2 separate regions of the Columba livia genome follow, and region 1 is linked to region 2. A link is a contact called in public Hi-C data. All regions are on one chromosome and are shown on one strand. The core of a region is the stretch at or near the end of the contact, and the rest is flanking DNA. Distances in the headings are between cores, read along the strand shown.

Evidence for each region. Hi-C and Micro-C count contacts between places; a contact is called where the count stands out from the background.
Region 1: a Hi-C map of liver shows a contact between it and region 2, with 1.8 times the contacts expected there. The contact joins the enhancer-like site here to the promoter of TSC22D1 in region 2. A contact is called at or near these places in 2 of 2 Hi-C or Micro-C datasets (crop and liver).

Annotation. Positions count from the first base shown.
Region 1 is chr1:32,859,711-32,864,338 of bColLiv1.pat.W.v2, reverse strand. All of the region lies in intron 2 of TSC22D1 (TSC22 domain family member 1), which reads right to left. Among named protein-coding and RNA genes, the nearest start is that of TSC22D1, 64 kb to the right of the region's middle. Within about 2 kb of position 1,903, at least 3 of the 3 cell types and tissues checked have an H3K27ac peak away from gene starts, as active enhancers do.
Region 2 is chr1:32,796,017-32,800,732 of bColLiv1.pat.W.v2, reverse strand. It overlaps TSC22D1 (TSC22 domain family member 1), which reads right to left and starts at 2,342. Exons shown (of 4, transcript XM_065054314.1): 1 at 1,820-2,342; 2 at 1-1,207. The coding sequence starts at 1,174.

The sequences.
Region 1 (4,628 bases), core at 654-3,153, 64 kb before region 2:
TTAAAAGGTAGTCCACATAGCACATCTTTGTTTTTAAAGGAAATGGTTACTCATGCTGCCTTGAGACCTCCCTTCATTCACCATTTAGATGGCTGGTTTTTATTTCTTTAAGGCCCCTACTCAATTATAGCTCAGCTGCCTATAAAACACTCACATCTCCATACAACACACGTGAAAGACAAATTATCCATTTTTGCTACAAACACTCCTCTAAAGGCACAAACACAACTTTTTCAGGTTCTTATTCTTTACTTCTGTAGCAATTTAATTTTATATCAAGATGAAACTGCCACTGATATCAGCACTGGAAATCGGCACCTAAAATAGCGATGCAGGTTTGTTTGTTTTTTTTTAAAAAAAGAAACACTTATCCTTTGACCGTGTACATAATGTTTGAGGAAAACCAAAGAGGTCACGCGTATTTTTAAACTTCCCATCCAGCACAGTCTACACAAAAATAGGAATCGGAAGTGCCCGACGCTTGTGTAACCAGAAAGTTCCCAGTGTCACTGCAGGAAGGCTCAACATTATCCACACCAAGCTGCCCCTGGAGGGCTCCTTATGTATGGAATTAACTTTTACAGTCACACTAAGGCAGAAAAGCCTCTCTGTTTACAACCAGGAACTTGAACAAGAAAGATTAAAAGTGTAAGTACAGGTACAGGCCACTCACTATTTTTCTCCATACAATTTGGGAGTTGTTCAACCACAATAATAATTAAAGGAGTACCGTACATGAGCGAACTCTGTTCCAATGCAATACATAACCTAGCCCTGGCAGTTTTGAAGCTTTTTCTGCCTTTCCCTCCTTCGATGGGGGTCTGTGGGCTTGGAGAGGCAGCCACCCCCCAGCCTGATACAGCTGGCTCGCAGAGGTCAGGCAAGCCACTAACAACCCCAGAACTATAGCGCTATACATATTTTGAGTTAAAAGCTGAATATAAATGAAATCTACATATGCAGCCCCAAATTGGCACTCTGCAGAATCAGTCTATAAAAAGGTGAAACAATCACCATCATACATAAATGCAAAATAGCCAGATGTGGTGTCAAAAAAAGCAACCGTAATGCTATTAGCTACTTCCACCAACCCACGCCCAGCAGCCCATCTATAAGGTGAGTGGAAAGCTCTGCCTGACTTACTGAGTACCATTTCACAAATGCCATATGCCAGCAGAGTCTGCATCCCTGGTCCTCCCCTCAACCAACTAACTCCCACTGCTGCTAGTTTGGTCAGATGCAGATACAGCTGCGTTTCCAATTACCAGCACATGCAGACACCAGTTACTTTTTACTAAAGCTGTTCTGGTTTTTACTGGCTATCAGATGATGCTCAGAGTGAATCCTGCTTCTAGTGATACAAGCTGCTTAAGAGTAAAATCCAAATCAGTAGTTCAGGACGTTAATAACTTGTGGGAAAATTAAGACCCCCCCAAACTGTGCAAATTTCTTATGTTCTGCCTATTTCCTTTGCCATGCAGAGCCAACACTGAACTCCATCACCTTTTTTCAAGCAAGCAAGGACTTGACCTTCTTCCCCTTTGTGAAGTTGTTCCTCCGATACTGCATTCAGTGCAGCTGCACACCCGAGATCAAGCTTCTGCTGAGAACAACTTGAAGTTACAGACAGTTTCTGACGATTCCCGAGGATGACACTTCCACAGGCGCACCGCTCTCGTTTAAACACGGTTACCTACCCTGTTCACGTTCATTCGACAAAATTCAAAGAAGGCCAAACCCGTGTATTTCAGCATCCCAGTCTCCTGAAGGGCGGAGGAGCCAGCAGCGACTCAACGCCGCCACCTGGTGGCCGCCGCCAGAGGGACACTGCGCTCCGCGCCGCCGGCCGGGCCCTCCGCAGCGGGAGGGCATCGCCACCCGCGCCTCCTCACCCCCGTACCCTGCGGGGGTACTCACCCCACACCCCACTGCTACGGATTTGGGGGGGGATATAACCCTCCCGCAGGCGCGGATCTGCCGGTGGAGCCCGCCCGGGGCGCCGCCGCGGCCGCCAGGGAGCGCTGTGGTCGCGGCCGCCGCGGAGGGCCCCGCAGGCCGCTCCTCCCGCCACCACCCCGGGGCCCCCACGGCCCGCCCCGCTCCGGAGAGTCCCCCGGAGCGGACCTCCGGGCTCGGAACTGCTCTCACAGACACCGAAAGCTTGCCATAAAAACAAAAAAAAAAAAATAAAAATCAAGAGATAACTCCCTAAAAATGAGATGCTGCCAGTGGTTCAAGCTCTCCTCTGTTTCTCCTGAAAACTTGTATCTTCCTGAAAACAGTCTAAAAAAGAAGACACAACAGGCCGATTTTGCCTGCATTTACACAGATAACAGCTAAAAGGGGACAGAAGTATTTCCTTTTTGCACAGAGGCCGGGCATTGAATCATTTCAGCTGGAACAGACCATCAGAATCATCGAGTCCAACCACAACCTAACTCCAGCTCTAACTCAGACTGGATTGCTGTTTGGGAGCTGTGTCAGGACAGTCATGCGTAAGACCCTCTTAGGCAGGATTTATACTATCACAGAAATATAACATTATAACAGCATATAACAGTATCCAAGCGCAGTGACAGCACTCAGAGGTACTGCAGACAAAACTCAACTTACAGAAAAAAAGCAGGTTCTTGGATGATGGTGGAGCGCAACCCCAGGATGCGAAACTGGGACCTGCAGGCCACATCTGTCCCCAACTGCTGTGCATCCCCCAGGCCTGTACCATGCATTTCCTACCTGTTTTTATACTCTCCCCTACTACAGATAACATGTCAAAGGGAAGCTTGCAGAGACACAGTCCTAGAGAAAATCCAAGATGGTAAATCTTTGCCCTGAGCCCATTTGCCATGAGCATCTCCTCTCACAGACTGCCCTGAGAAAGGGGGTGCCTCCAGGACACAGTACCAGCCCCAACAGCCAGACCCTTTCCCAGGCCACCCAGAGTCACTCCCTAAACTTTCAGGTCTAAAGAGAGCTCAGGGCCAACCTGTGCTGATTTTCTCTCCCAGTAAATATTTAAGGCTTTGTGCAGGCAGAAGAAGCCCAGATAAATCTCCCCTGGGCTCCAAGTACAGGAAGCCATCACAGCTTTGACTGCTGAAGCCTGCTTGTGAATGGGTCCAGAAACAGACAGTGATCTGAACCAGACTCAGAACACACCATGTTTTTCTTGGGAGAGTTCACCTCTAAAACTGCAGCAGATAGGCTGTAGTACACCACACTCACCAACTCAAGCTATAACAACACCCTTCCTTCCGACAGTCCTCCAATCAGCGACAAAGCCACTGGCAAGGGCAGCAAGTTACTGATGCCACATCAGAACATCCACGCTTGATGAGAAAGGAAAACAAGGTATTTCACATAAATAATAGGACATCTATTATTTTTTTCCTTCAAAACACTGAAGTGACAATATATTTAAAAACCCTTCTCCCTTCCCAACTGTAAAGCCAATGTCACATCTCAGATTAAAGTAATTCTTATATTAATTGGATCACCAGAGTCCCTCTGGTGTCTTTCTGAAAACTCCCCTAAATTTACTACTTTCCATTACTAAGAGGTCACCTGCTTACCCACAACAAACACATGTCCATGGCATTGCACCTTTATTGAGAAATGACCCTTATTCATTGTGCCAGCCATGCAGCATATGACAGGAAAAAAAGAAAAAAGTTGTTTTAGCTGAAGATGCCAAAGGGTCATTGCACTCTGCCTCCCAACCTAATCCGACTTTGCTTTTTAGCAGTTACCTTTGCGCAAATAATAAAGCAGCAAGATACTGTGCACTCAAATCCTGCCCTATTTCCAGGGATACTACAAGAAAAAACAAAACAAACAAGTCCTTGCTGAACCTGGCTTAAGAAAGTACACACAAATGCATATGTGTGCACACAGGCACACAAGTGAGGTTGGCATGTCCTAACACAGATTTTAGGCAGTCTTAATTTCCAAGACTTTATACTGCTAGAATGTATTTCTAAAAATGAGACTTCTTTTCAACATATTTCATTAGGAAAAATGAAAAGCTTAAAAAAAGAGAGAGTGGTCCACTGTGCAACCATTTTCTCTGTGCTGATGAATATGTAATTCAGTGTTTTTCCTCTTTATGAACAACCAAACACTTGAGGGTATTGTTTTTGTCTTTTTATTTTTCTTCTCCCCCTTTTTTTTTTCCTGTTTGTTTGTTTTAACAGAGCACCAGCCAACATGGCAAAGACTTGTTCCTCAACTGCCAAAAGCATCACTAGTATAAAGGTGATGTCAGCACTGTTTTGTTAGTGAAGTTGGCCTGAACAGACAGAACATACACATTTTGCCAGGTCAAGCATTAATGGAAACTATCGTTAGTTTGCTTAGCCCAGCAGTATGAAAGCTCCTAAGACAAGACAACATCATCAAAAAAGATCTGGGATCACCTCAAACTTAATCGCTCAAGCTCAATTCCTCTGAAGATCCATAGGCTCAGAAATCCAATTCAGAAAAACCCAAGTGACTGAAGACATGGCAGATGCAATCGCACATACACACAAAAAAAATTAAGCCTCGACTTTTTTGCACTCATCCATCTCACCTTCACCCTTGCTGACTTACCTACACATGCATTGGAACACGGTATTTTACAGAAAATA
Region 2 (4,716 bases), core at 1,093-3,592:
GTTCAGAACTAGAATCTAATTTTACAACCCTAAACCTTGAGGTGCCAGATGCAGGCTGCTGCTGGCTTGATCCTGCTGCCATTCCTGCAGTTGGATTAGTAACGTTGTTAATGACACTAGAGGAAGCACTCGTACCATTGCCAACACCACTCAAGATATTCACATTAACATTGCTGCTAGTTCCAGACAAAGCATTCACATTACCAGTACTCGTGATGTTGCTTAAATTTATAGTACCAAGCATGCTGCTTGCCACGCTAGAACTACCACCACCCATATTATTTAAGGTACTAGTTCCAGTAGCAGGACTTACACCTAAATTGCCAGGAGTACTTGTAGTGCGGATATTAGACACGACAGATGCCGGGGAACCAGTGGATGATGCAGCAGAAACTGGTGCAGTTGATATAACATTGTCAGAGCTTCCAGTTGTTGATAGTTTTCTAAATGATGGACTGGGCGGCGGTCCTCCAGAAACCGGGGCACTGCCCACCCCAGGATGCGATGGATGATGGTGTCCATGATGGTGGTGGTGAAGATGGTGGTGGTGATGAACATGATGAGGGTGAACACTTCCATTGATCACAACACTCTGCTGAGGGTGATGAGGCAGAGGAACATGCTGCTGAGGAAGATGAGGCTGGTTTGGAGAAACAGCCCCAGGAGTTTCTGCCTCTTGGAAGTTATTTAAAGTCTCTTCAGAGGAGCTCCTCTCAGGTTCTCCCAAGTCAGTAGCCCTGGATAAAGAAACATCCAAGATTTCTGAAGATGACAGGTCTTCAGTGTGGGACTCATCCAGGTCATCGTAGCTTTCCGTATCCTCAGCTATGCTGTTATTGGAGCTCATACTGGCTGATATTTGAGCAGGGGTCACGCTGGTAATTTGGAAGCCACTTTTCTTTTTCATTTGAGCTCCAGTCTGTGCAAGAGGCTGTGGCTGGAGCTGAGACTGCGAGAGGAGGTTCAGGCTTTGTGGAGGAGGGGGTGTCGGCTGTGGACCCGCTGATGAAGATGCTGCAGGAGACGGAGGCGGCGGCTGGACCAGCAAAGGCGGCTGATAATCCTCAGCAGAGAGGGCAGCGCTCCCAACGCCGGTACCTGGTGCAGTGGGAGCAGTAACGCAGCTGCTGCTACTGCTGCTGCCCCTTCTAGGAAACATTGCCGGGTGCGCCATCTTCCTAGCACTAATGTCTGCGGCTGAGTCAGGCTGGTGCATTGTATCGGGTGTATTTTAAGGGTGCATTCCCCCGGTATGGAGAAAGACAGACACACACACACATACACACACAGTTAGCTTAGCGCCCGCGGCGGGCAGAGACACCACGCACAACCCCCCCGGCTCCCGCAGAGCACGGGCTGAACCGCCTCGACACCGCCGCTAACCACCCCCCGCCCCTCCCCTCCTCCTCCGCCCCTCCGAGACAGGGAGGGGGCGAGGGCCGGTCCTCCGCCGCCTCTAGATTAGCGCCTCTGAATGTGACACTTCCAATCCTCCGCCATTCACTTTCTTTCTCCCTCTTCCCCCCCTCCCCACCCTTTTCATTCCACCTCCACCCCCCTCCTCAGCCGCCCCCCGACTGCGCCTCTCCCGGAGGAAATGCCCCGCGGTAGCCGGCCGGCCCCGGGGGGCGAGCCCCGTCCTCCCCGCGGCTGAGCCGGGCGCCGCGGCTCGCCGGCAGAAACGCCCTCCCCACGGCGGCCGCCGCCTCCTCGGCGGGGCGAGGGCAGCCGGCGGGCCCTCAGGGCAGCCCGGCGAGGCGGCCGGCGCCCCTCGCCATCACCGCTGGAGTAGTAGGAGGAGGAGAGCGCAGATACGTACAGGACTGGCGCACAGCAGGGCGGCAGCGGCAGGCTGAGCCGGGCAGGGACATCCCCGTCAGTGGCAGCCATGGAGCTGAATCATTTTGGGTATTAAACAGACGGAATAAAGAGCAAAGAAAAGCAGCAGCAGCCCAACGAGAGAGTCCATGAAAGGAGGAAGAGAGGGGGAGCCAGCCAGGCAGCCTCTCTCTCCTCCCTCTGTGTCTGGCTGTCTCTGGAGAAGGCTCCGCTCCGCACGCTCTTCCTTCCCCCTCCGCCTCCTCCCCCTTTATAACAGGCGGCTCCCGCTCTTCCTCCGCAGAACCGCGCCTGAGATCAGTCCTCCTCCCGCCTGCGCGTCTGCCCCGTCCTTTCTTCCCTCCGGGTCTCTCCCGGCTTCCCCGCCGCCGCCGCGGGTCTCTCCCCCTCCCGGCCCCGTCTCCTCACGGAGCGCTGTAGGAGGGCGCTGCGCCGAGCTGCAGGGGGGAGGGGAAAGCTCGCCAAAGGGGAGGGCAGGCGAGAGACAACGTAAGATGGCGGCCGCGGCGCATGCGCGCCCCGCTGGCAGACATAAAGCCCGTCTGGCCGAGGCTGACGGAAATAGACTCGGCTCGAGTGGCGGAAATTGCCGAGCGCTGCCGAGCCTGGGGAGGGGGATGGGCGGGGGTGTCCCCGCGTGGCGGCGCTCCTGGCTGGGGAGGGGGCGCCGGGTGGGGGCACAGCGGTGGCCGTGGTGGACAGACAGACAGACAGACAGACAGACAGACATCTCGCTCCCTGCTCTCCGGTCGCATTGCTTCCCCCAGGTGCCCCTCTTTGCCGGGCCCGCAGCATGACTGTGCCTCACATGACCCGCCGCCTCCCTCCCCATCCCCTCAGCTCCGCTGCAGATTTATTCAAGTTATTCATCACCTTCTCGTTCTTCCCCTCCCTCCCTCCAGAATATTCCTGCCCGTTCTCTTTTCCCCACACACGGAGGCGCCGCGCTCGGGGGCTGGCTTCCCTTTTAGTGCCCCGGGCAGGGGTCGCCGCGTTTGACTCCCCTCGCCCCGAAATGGCCGCCTTCTTTCTCCCCCCCTTCCAGGCGTTCAGCCGGGCGGAAAGGCCCCCGGGGCGGGACGACGGTGTCACCGGGAGGTGACTGGAAGCTGCGGGCGCTGCCACCGCGGCGCTGACGGGGCGGGAGCGGCGAAGCCGGTGCTGGGGCGCGCACTGAGGCGGTGCCGGGGACGCGGGGCTGTGGCGGGGCGGGAGCGGCACTGGCACCGGTGCCGCGGGGGAACGGCGGCCGCGCTGAAGCGCTGCTCCAAAAATGATGCTGTTCAAAGGTATTTTTAAGTTAACAGATGGAATTGAGGTGAAATCACCGGCATCCTGCCGGGCAAGAAAGACCCTCGTGGCCCTCCTCATAGTCAGCTGGCAAAGCTCGACGAGTCTGCCGTGGCAGCAGTACTCTACCTCTCCCCTGTCCCAAACTGAGCTTCTCCTCATCGTGGAGCAACAACAGTCTGATCTCTGAAGAGGCTCGATGCATATAGAATGTCCTGAGTTGGAAGGGACCCGCAAGGATCATCAAGTCCAACTCCTGTCCACGCATATGACAACCCCAGAGTTCACACCATGTGTCCGAGGGCATTGTCCAGTCTCTTCTTGAATACATGGTGTCCACCAAGAGATTTTTCCTTTGCATCCTTGCAGCTGTTAGCATGCATACAGCTGTGAGTACCCAGCAGGTATCTCTTGGCCACACAAGCCTGATGGATTCACGCCATGGGCATCACTCCAGCTCTATTAGCAGGACCGTCCAGGAGTGCTCTCAGAGTGCATTAGATTGGGGCATCCTCATTTCCTGTGGAGCGGGAGACAGGTTTGTACCTTTTCCCCGTTTCTTAAGGGTGTGCACCAGTGCCCAGAGATCCGCTTACATTCCCACCTCCCAGCAGCATGTCCTTGTCTCCAAACACCTGTGTGTTGGTAGAGGTGCCTGAGATCGCTGCTTTGAAATCAGTCCACTTTGCATGGAAGAATAAAATGACTTGACCGGCTCAGTCTAATTCTGTAACCTGCCTACAAAACCCAGTCATTAGGATAGTCAGCAGGGCGAGGAGGGGGAAAACTGGATTTGGGCTTTGCTGCAGTGAATATTTAAGTGCATCATGAAGAGCAGCAGAGCTTTAAAGGGAGAAGTTGTGAGAGTCCGAGGTATTATATCATATGGCTGAGTCATTAGAGAGTTCTTGTGGGAGATGTAAATGTTAGTTTCTCCAGTCAGAGAGGAGATTTGAGTCTCCCATACTCAGTGTGTGGTGTTTAATCACCAAGGTACTAAAAAAGCTGTTTTCCTAGCTCCATTTCATGAGAAGGGTGAAGGTTCATGGTCATACACACAATGGGAGCTTTTGCTGCCCATTCCTGAATTTCACCCTTCCATCTTGCCTCTCCCTGTTAACCTAGCTTATCTAGTTCTCACTCAGTGTGGGGACAGGGCTGGCGTGGAGAAAATCCTGCCTTTTGCAGCTTAATTCCTTTTATGTCTGGAATGCAGACATTCAGCTCAGGTCTCCGGGTACCTGATAGGTAGACTCGCAACCCTTGCTCCTTCTGTGGTTCTTGGACACTACCTGTATACAGACAGTGCCAAACACTACAAAGTGATCAACACGTAATTAAATAAGATTCTGCTTTTTCTGAAAGCAAGACAATGTTATTTTTTTAAACTGATAGCCAGGTAGAACAGCTTGAAGACCATACTACCTGAACATGAACTCCCTACAGGAAGGAACCTCTGTGTGACCCTCGTGGATTGCAGGAAAGGATCACAAAGGTGCCCATGATCTGTCTGCATCTTGATGCCTGATGCAACGCTGAGGCCTTATATGTGTCTTTAATGAGATACTCACACCTGTAAACATTTTT